Linked DNA regions of Rattus norvegicus: region 1 is linked to region 2. Evidence: chromatin contacts called from public Hi-C data. All regions are on one chromosome and are shown on one strand. Each heading gives the region's core, a stretch centred on a gene start, on an enhancer-like site or on the middle of the called end of the contact. The rest is flanking DNA. Distances are from core to core; before and after follow the strand shown.

Region 1 (4,385 bases), core at 1,463-3,962, 350 kb after region 2:
GGGTTTTCTGGTTGATTTCATGTATGTTGTTGCTGCATAGATGCTAAGACCCTGGTTTGGAGTCTACCTCTAACCTCGGCAACCTTCCAACTGTCACCCTTTGTTTGCCCTCCTTTTCTTAGTCAGCCATTCCCTGTGACCCGTCTAAGCTCCTTTCTGACAGGGCCAGAAACGACCACCTTAACCCATGCTGTTACCACTTAAAGCCAGACACACTCCATTTTAAACACTTCAGTTTACTCTTTTTATAAAAAATTGAGTTTCTCTCAATCTCTAACGTTGTCTCATAGAAATCGGATATAAGCTATATGTCATGTGAAATTTTCTAGCAGCTACATTTTTTTTAAGTAAAAGTGAACAGGTGGACTGAAATCTTTAGAAGTCCATGCATATTTTATATTTACCTTGCATTTCAATTTAGACCAGCCATACTGCAAGAGCTCTGTGCTGCACATGAGCAGTAGGTCTGCAACTGTACACCAGAGGCTTAAACACAAAGCCCATGAAGGCAGAGTCAGAAGAGCCTTTAGCTTGCTTTTGTATTTGCTTGGCTAAAGCTTTTGTCGCTTTCTCAGATACTGCTGATGCAAACCTTACTTCCAAATGGAGGGATACGTTCTAACAGATTTAATGACAGTGAGACCTTGAAGGTTTCAGTGTGTGTGTGTGTGTGTGTGTGTGTGTGTGTGTGTGTGCCACAATGTGCTTGATGTATACATGAGTGCAGGTTCCCACAGAGTCCATAAAAGGGTATCTGACGCCCTGGAGCTGGAGTTGTAGGCAGTTGAGAGCTACCTACTCCTGGGTGCTGGAGCCTGCTGTAGTCCTCGGAAAGAACAGCAAGACTGTGCCATCTCTCCAGCTCCAGATCTCAGAGGAATTCCAAAGCTTTTCTGTGTTAACTTTTCTTCTTTGTCTCACTCACTCTGGGCTCCATCTGAGAAACCATGTGATACACACTGGTAACATATATCTAGTAAGAAAAGGGAGAATGAACCATGTAATAGAGTAGCAATTTATATGGTATGTTTTGTGTATTCTGTGCTTCTTGTGACTACTTTTGTAGACTATAAGTTACTTAGAAATTAGTGTTAATATATCAGGAAAGAAGATGTATATAACTATTAAAATTACTCCAGGGCTGGTGAGGTGGCTCAGGTTTGCTGAACAGACCTGACAACTTTAATTCCAGCCCCAGAACCCACATGAATGTAGAAGATACTCAAGATTATGAATTCAAGTATTCATAATCTAGAATTTTTCACACCATGGTATAAGAAAAAAACTGAGTCAGTAATGCTCCTAAAACTTGACTGGTCTGGGGTTGGGGATTTAGCTCAGTGGTAGAGCGCTTGCCTAGGAAGCACAAGGCCCTGGGTTCGATCCCCAGCTCCAAAAAAAAGAACCAAAAAAAAAAAAAAAAAAAAAACTTGACTGGTGGGTGTAGGGGCATACAAGAGTACTTTTTACAACCCTTTAAGCAACAGGCAACCGTTCATAGACATATTAGAAGTGGCCGTTTTGTACAATAGAAGTCTCCGAAACATTCACACTACACTTCAGATACTTCTTGCCTTTTTAAAATTACAGCAATGGAACTCAAGAGACTTCCCAGGAGTTGCTGCTCTTGCACAAGACCTGGGTTCTGTTCCCATAGTGATTCATAACTATCTGTAATTCCAGTTCCAGGGGATATGACACCCTCTTCTGGCCTCTGTGGTACATACACTCAACCACAAAAAAAATAAAACCTTTTAAAAAAGGAAATTGTAGTAATGATTGGACCTACTGATACATCTTATTGAATGGATTGCTAAACGGGCACATATTATATTATCCATCTATAGTTTCTAATGTCTTGCATCAGGCCTCCAAAATCATTTCAACACGAGGTTGACAGGCTTGGCTCACAAAAAGATTAAGAATTCCTATATTTTAGTCTACTACTTTGGTCTAGAAAGCCAATCACCTGCATAGGCGTGCATAAGTAAGGCGGTTCCCCACTGTCCACTGATGGTTGTGCATGGTTCCTCTTTTTTTTTTTTTTTTTTTTTTTTTTTTTTTTTTTTTTTGGAGCTGGGGACCGAACCCAGGGCCTTGCTCTTCCTAGGTAAGCGCTCTACCATTGAGCTAAATCCCCAGCCCCGCATGGTTCCTCTTTACAGTTACTTTATCTGCTCACTCACACTCACCTAGTACCAGGCACCTATCCCGCTCAGAACCTGCCTCCGACTTAGGTTCGGGAGAGGAGAGCTCAGGCGGGATTGGTAGTGCATTCACTCCACTCACTCCTGACTCTGCTAATGGCCAGGTCGTAACACCTGAGACAAACAGGTGAAGCTTAGTAGAGACTGCAGCATCCGAATCCTGGGGCTTGTTGGAAGGGCAGATTCCCAGGTGGCACCCACAAAGGTTCTGCAAAAAAAACTCAGGGGTCTCGGGAACCCAAGGGGGCTGGGAAGAGAGACAGAGGCGCAGAGGCACGGGCCCCGCGAGCCCCAAGTTCAGGCCCCGCGGCGCGTTTCTCGCCGTTGCACCCGGAAGTGCCTCCACCCGGCGCCTCGGGCGGGACGGACCGCGACTGTCCGCAGGGGGGGCTCCCGTCCGCTCCTCGCCCCCCAGCTCAGCGATCCGGGGCGGACGCGCGGAACGTGTGGTCACGTGGCGGCGGCGCGCGTAGCTAAATACGCGGCGCCGGCCATTTTGTGCGAGAAGCCGCAGCGCCGCCTTCCTGCTCGCGCCCTATCGCCGCCTCCGAGTCTTCCTGCGCCCCGGGCTTCCGCCGCTTCATTGATTTCCGTTTCTCGCCGCTGCAGCCTCCTGACACGGTGATCCGGGCGGGCCCCGCAGGAATTTTATCCCCTCACCGGCCTCACACTAGTGTCGCATGTCCACTATCCAGAACCTCCAATCTTTCGGTAAGGTCCAGTCGCTGGCCGCCGGCCGCCGGCCGCCGCCCGCGTCCCTCTGGGCTTTGTCTCGGCGCCCAGAAGATGGCGACGGGGTCTCCCCGCGACCCTAGCCCCGGGGACGTCTCTCCCCTGGCCTCGGATACGGCCCTAAGCGGGCCTGCAACCCCATATGATGCGAGGGCCCGGCCGGCGCTTGGGGAACTTGACACTGGCAGGAGGGCAGGGGGTCTCCGGGACTCACAGGAGGGTTGGGGGATATACCAAGGCTGCAGGGAGAGTAGCCACAGGCTGGGAGGACTTGACATAGAAAGGCCGGAGCCTTCAGAGACCTACAAGGGGGCTACAGCACTTGCCAGGGCTGCAAAGACTAGGCTTGCGGGGAACTTGACACTGACAGGACGCTGAGAGTCTCTGATATTCTTCTGTCGCCTTGGGGCTAGCCAGGGCTTTGCAGGGAGACTGGAGGGGTGGGGCCCAGGAGCTGGAGAGCCTGACAGCTTTAGGGCGACTGCGAGACCCGTGACTCTCCGAGGACTCACGAGTGTGTGTGTTGGGGTGCGGGGGATGTTTGCTCAGTCCTTGCTGGGCGAGTAAGGAAGCTCAGGGCTTAGGAGATCCGGGATTCAGTCGGCCAGGAAAGGGGGGGGGGGGTGCCTGAAGGACCTGCCACTGGCAGAAGCTGGGGGTGGGGCTGGACCCAGCTGGTTTTGAGCAGTCCTCAGAGGCATCTATTAGAAACAGGTAAGATAGAGGCCTCTGATTTGACTTGGAAGTGGTCCTGTTGTCTCTGCTGGCAGTCATTTGTAAATCACACCTCTTGAGATTGTATGTTCATGTTTGTGTGTATTTATAAGGCTCGGTTACTATGCTAACTGATTGGGTTGGGTGGTTTTGGATGTTTTTGTAGTCGAGATGACGCATGTTCTCGTGGCGGCTATATGAAGGCTATATGAAATTAGGGTTTCGTAAATGTCTTCTGTCTCATTAGAGGGTGGCTTCAACAACAGTGTTCTCTACTTTTAAGCTCAAGTATCCGCACATGTAGCCTGCCTAGGTTTTTCTCATTTGAGAAACTTAGTATCGGTGAGCCCCACCCTTACCTGCAGAAATGGAGCAGGAACACTAGAGGCATGGCTGCAGTCTGTCTGGAACTGGAGTGGACGGCTTCCACATACCACTTTGTAATTTGTTTTCTGCCGTGGAACCTTTCTGTCCCTCTACAGACCCCTTTGCTGATGCAACTAAGGGCGACGACTTACTCCCGGCAGGGACTGAGGACTACATTCATATAAGAATCCAGCAGCGGAACGGCAGGAAGACGCTGACCACTGTGCAGGGCATTGCGGACGATTATGACAAAAAGAAACTTGTGAAAGCTTTCAAAAAGGTGATCGTGAGGAGTGGGTGCATGCCAGAGCTGAGGCCGGGAAAACTGTTTTGTTCTCCATCTCAGTAAGGGTTACCCTGCTCCCA
Region 2 (4,505 bases), core at 1,864-4,363:
CCTAAGAGAGTGCGGTGAACCAGAGAGATGGCTCAGCAAGGAGAGGTGCTTGACAGAGGCTGCACTGGCCCTGGACCCACGAGGTACGGGAAAGAATTGCTGCAAGTTGTCCTCTGACTTCCAAACGAGCACTGTGGCAAGCACCCATACCCAATGAACAAACAGATGTAATACTTTTAAAATAAAGACTTCAGCAGGGTGGAGATGTGTTTTGTCTGTGACAAAAACAGAACAAAAAGCAAGATGTACGTTAGTTTTGTTCCTAGGGAGCCCCTGTAGCCCAGAGACCAGGACTGCCCTTCCTAGGCTCAGATGTACTATTGGCAATCTGTGCTATCCCACACTCTCCATAGTTAAAGTTCAAATGAGCACAGTAGAGTACTCTGATGGACAGCATTTGAAAAACAGAAAAACAAAAACCATAGCAGGGGGGCTGGAGAAATGGCTTAGCAGTTAAGAGCACTGACTGTTCCTCCAGAGGTCCTAAGTTCAAATCCTAACAACCACATGGTGGCTCACACCCATCTGTAATGGGATCTGATGCCCTCTCCTGGTGTGTCTGAAGACAGTGACAGTGTGCTCATATAAGGAACACACTGTTAGCACTTGAGGTAGAGACAGGTAGGACTCCCGAGTTCTGGGTCAGCCAGGGCTACACGATCAAACCCTGTATTTATCTCTCTCTATATAAAAGTTCTAATTAGCAAACCTAAATAGTATGTCTCCCTCAGAATAGCAAAGTAGTTCTAGGGGTGACTTAATTTTTGACCTGCCATGTAAGTCCCTAAAACTTAAAGACATTCATTATATGTGAGTACACTGTAGCCATCTTCAGAGACACCAGAAGATGGTCGTGAGCCACCATGTGGTTGCTGGGACTTGAACTCAGGACCTCTGTAAGAGCAGTCAGTGCTCTTAACTACTGAGCCATCTCTTCAGCTCCTAAAACTTAATTTTAAAAAACAGCTTTGGAGCTGAGCATGGTGGCTCACGCCTTTAATCACAGCACTAAGCAGGCAGGAGGTAGGAAGATCTCAGAATTCAAGGCCAGCCTGTAATACAGAGCAAGTTTTAGACAGCCAGGGCTACACAGAGAAACCCTGACTCAAAAACCAAAGGAAAAACAAATGTGCCTTTAGATTACGTATTTAAAGAGGCTGCATACTTGTTTGAAGCCCACAGTTTGGTGGTTTGGGGTGGATGTGTGGCTGAGTGTAGTGCTTATACATGCAAGGTTCTGGGTTCATCTGCATCAACAGAGCAAACAGAACACTGGTTCAGTGTGGGATGCAGGCTTGTCATTCCCAAAATGGGAGCCAGACACAGAACTGGAGCTCAGTCATCCTCCATTTGTTGGACCCTGTCTGAAAGTACAGCCATGACCCTAAACTAGTTTTAGAACATTTCCACACACACCCCAATATCCTCATCCACCCCTTATAATCCCAGACCCACCACTCACTTTCTATTATTATTTCTTTAAGACAGGGTTTCTCTCTGTAGCTTTGACTGTCCTGGAACTCTGTAGACCAGGCTGGCTTCCAACTTAGAGAGATCCTCCTGCCTCTGCCTCCCAAGTGCTGGCTAGGACTACAGGCATATGCTACCACTACCTGGCCTGAACACATCACTTAATAGATTTTAGAATATTCTGCTTTCCTTGTCAAAATATCTTGATGCACATTCGTGATATGGCAAGTTAAATACTTTGTTCTTTTTTTTTTTTTTTTTTTTTTTGGTTCTTTTTTTCCGGAGCTGGGGACCGAACTCAGGGCCTTGTGCTTCCTAGGCAAGCGCTCTACCACTGAGCTAAATCCCCAACCCCAATACTTTGTTCTTTTTAGTTTTACTTTTTTATATTTATTTTTAAGACAGGGCATTACTACAGCTTCAAACTTTGGTCCTCTTGCCCCAGCCTCCAGAGTATTAGAATGAGCAGGCATGTATTACCACACTCAGGCCAGAGCATTTATCCCTCTGAAGTACTGGGAGCTGAACAAACCCAGAGCCTTATGATGTTAGCACTCTACCACGGAACTGAACCCACAGCCCTCTGGGTTTTTGATTTATTATTTTTGTTGTCTGCCTATATGGTTATCCTTCAGGATCTGTGGAATTTGTTCCAGAACCTTCTATGGATGCCAAACCCAAAGGTGCTCAAGTCACTAATATAAACTGGTATTTTCTAATAACCACAACTCTCCCGTTGACTCCAAATCATCTCTAGATTACCTGAGACACGGAATACAGTATAAATGCACTGTAAATAAATGACTCATTCAAATTCCTCCCCATCCCCTTCAATACTTTTGTAATAGCTTACTGGGTAACCACCATTTTGTTGTCCCCCAAATGTAGGAAGGAGCCAGTGCTTTCTTCAAGGAGCAGAGGGCCTGGTGGGTATGTGCTCCTCTAATTAGTTCTGACACAGGTGGCCCAGGCTTGAAGTCTGTTCTTCACTCAGCTGTGGTGCTGATAGTGTCAAAGAAATGGGGGAGAAAATACCGTCCATGCCCTAGGCCAGCCGTGAGGGAAAATACTTTGTTTTCACTGACCGACCTCTTTCACACACAGGGTGTCATTTTTGTTCGTAGTTGTCCTCTCGTTCCAATTCTTTTGTGTCACAGGACCTATCTATCTTTAAATGGCCGCATAGTATTCCATTAGATAGAATAAACTTACGAACTGCATTTTCTCTTTGACCAAAAACTAATTTTATGCGTACAGTCCTGTACTTTATACTTTCAAGAAAACATCTCTGCGATAAAGTCTGAATTTCCCGTCGGTAAACCGTCCTCCATAGACCACACAGCAGTCCTTCAGGCTGTGCTTGCTGTACACAGGCCTGATTTCTAGAAATCTTCCATCAAAATAAGCTTCAGGCTTCCAACCCCACGATTTACACCACGATTGGAACCGAGCAGGCGCCGGCCACTTTAACTTCCGCTCCGCGCGTGCGCAGCAGCGGACCCGCTCGCTGAATCTGCGCGTGCGCCACACTCCCTTTCCGTAACGGAAGCTCTGCCCTCTTTCTGTTTAACGTGTGTTGCTATTGGCTCTCTGTGGCTTATTTAAGGACGTCATTTCCGGCCGCCCGTCCTTTCCGCGCTACCCTGGAACGGGTCCGTACGGCGTTGTTCTTGGTGAGTCTCATGTGGGGGTCCTCGGCGCCTCTCGACGCCCTGCTCTCGAGCTTCCTGCCACATGGATGTGCGGGGAGGGTCCCGAGGCTGCGTGTGTCGGAGCTGCTTGATTACTGGCGGCGGCGCCACGTGGTGGCCCGTGGTGAGGTGGGGCGGGCGCTACTCCGAGGCCCTTCTGCGGCTCGTGCCAGGCTCGAGAGGCCTGTCGGCAAGATGCTGGGAAAAGTGTTCGTGGGGCGCGTAGAGATGGGGCGGAAACTTTCGATCACTTTCAAAATACAAAACCCGAAGCACACCAAATATGGCTGCCTTCTCTGTGCATAGACGAAACTTCTTTAGTAAGTACCCTTTGACCAGTGTGCCAACGTAAGCGCTAACTTCCTACTGGCCAGTTTTAATGCTTGTGATTTGCTGCCTAAGCCACTTTTCTTAGTGATTAGGTGGCCAGAAAAGTTACAAGCGACGGAGGAATAAGAATACAGTCAGCTTCACTAAGACGTACCGAGCCATGTGGCATACAAAAACCTTTAATCCCTCTCTCCGGAGGCAGGGTAATCTTGTGGGTTCTAATCTAAGAGAAAAATGGACGACATTCCTTTTTTAGGTTCCCATCGTAACTTAAAAGGGAAACTTACACAATGTCCGGAGGCCTTGACGTCCTGCAGATGAAGGAGGAGGATGTCCTCAAATTCCTTGCTGCAGGAACCCACTTAGGTGGCACCAACCTTGACTTTCAGATGGAGCAGTACATCTACAAAAGGAAAAGTGACGGTCAGCTGTTGCTCTTGATAGTCCTGATAAGTTGTCCTAGTGGGTAGTGCTGGTGCTGAATGCTTGGAGAAATACTGCCCTGGCTTGTGAGTTGTATTAAAGAGAGTTTTGTAGGAAGGGCCAGGGGTCATGGAGGATTGACAGAAGGGAAGAGACAGGCTGAACCTGCACACTATTAAAGCTCAGGGTGGAGGCCAGATTTGGCCAGTGAACTTCTGAGTGTCGGAAGTGTGCTACATTGAACATACGGCAGGATTTTCGCTAACACCAGTAGAGCTTGCCTCTATGACTGGAGTTTGGTAGTGGTCACTGCCACATACACATACTCTGCTTTCCTGCAGTGTCCCTTTACAGAGCAATGAGGTTAGCAAATCTGGGCCACCCACTTTAAAGATCCACTTGTGGCTAGGTGTGGTGGTGCCTTTAATCTTAGTGCTCAAGAGGCAGACAGGCAAATCTCTGATCAGCTTGTTCTGCAGACAGCCAGGGTTCCACAGACCCTGTCTTGGAAAGGCCCCCACAAGAATCCCGTTTGCTGGCCTAGGTATCTACATCATCAACCTGAAGAGGACTTGGGAGAAGCTGTTGTTA

Evidence for each region. Hi-C and Micro-C count contacts between places; a contact is called where the count stands out from the background.
Region 1: a Hi-C map of liver shows a contact between it and region 2, with 3 times the contacts expected there. The contact joins the promoter of Eif1b here to the promoter of Rpsa in region 2. A contact is called at or near these places in 4 of 12 Hi-C or Micro-C datasets (the A7r5 cell line, the Rat2 cell line, Schwann cells and 1 more) and 1 of 1 datasets of contacts at active chromatin or transcription factors (oligodendrocytes).

What each region holds. Positions count from the first base shown.
Region 1 is chr8:129,078,446-129,082,830 of GRCr8, forward strand. Eif1b (eukaryotic translation initiation factor 1B) reads left to right here and starts at 2,713. Exons shown (of 4, transcript NM_001106867.1): 1 at 2,713-2,918; 2 at 4,136-4,299. The coding sequence starts at 2,888. LOC120094297 (a long non-coding RNA gene) reads right to left here and starts at 2,332. Exons shown (of 3, transcript XR_005488563.2): 1 at 2,193-2,332; 2 at 800-973. It overlaps Trnap-agg29 (transfer RNA proline (anticodon AGG) 29), which reads left to right and starts at 1,318; the gene lies at 1,318-1,398.
Region 2 is chr8:128,725,766-128,730,270 of GRCr8, forward strand. It overlaps Rpsa (ribosomal protein SA), which reads left to right and starts at 3,114. Exons shown (of 7, transcript NM_017138.2): 1 at 3,114-3,143; 2 at 3,748-3,914; 3 at 4,459-4,505. The coding sequence starts at 3,782. Snora6l1 (small nucleolar RNA, H/ACA box 6 like 1) reads left to right here and starts at 4,079; the gene lies at 4,079-4,234. It overlaps Slc25a38 (solute carrier family 25, member 38), which reads left to right. Exons shown (of 7, transcript NM_001030032.2): 7 at 1-201.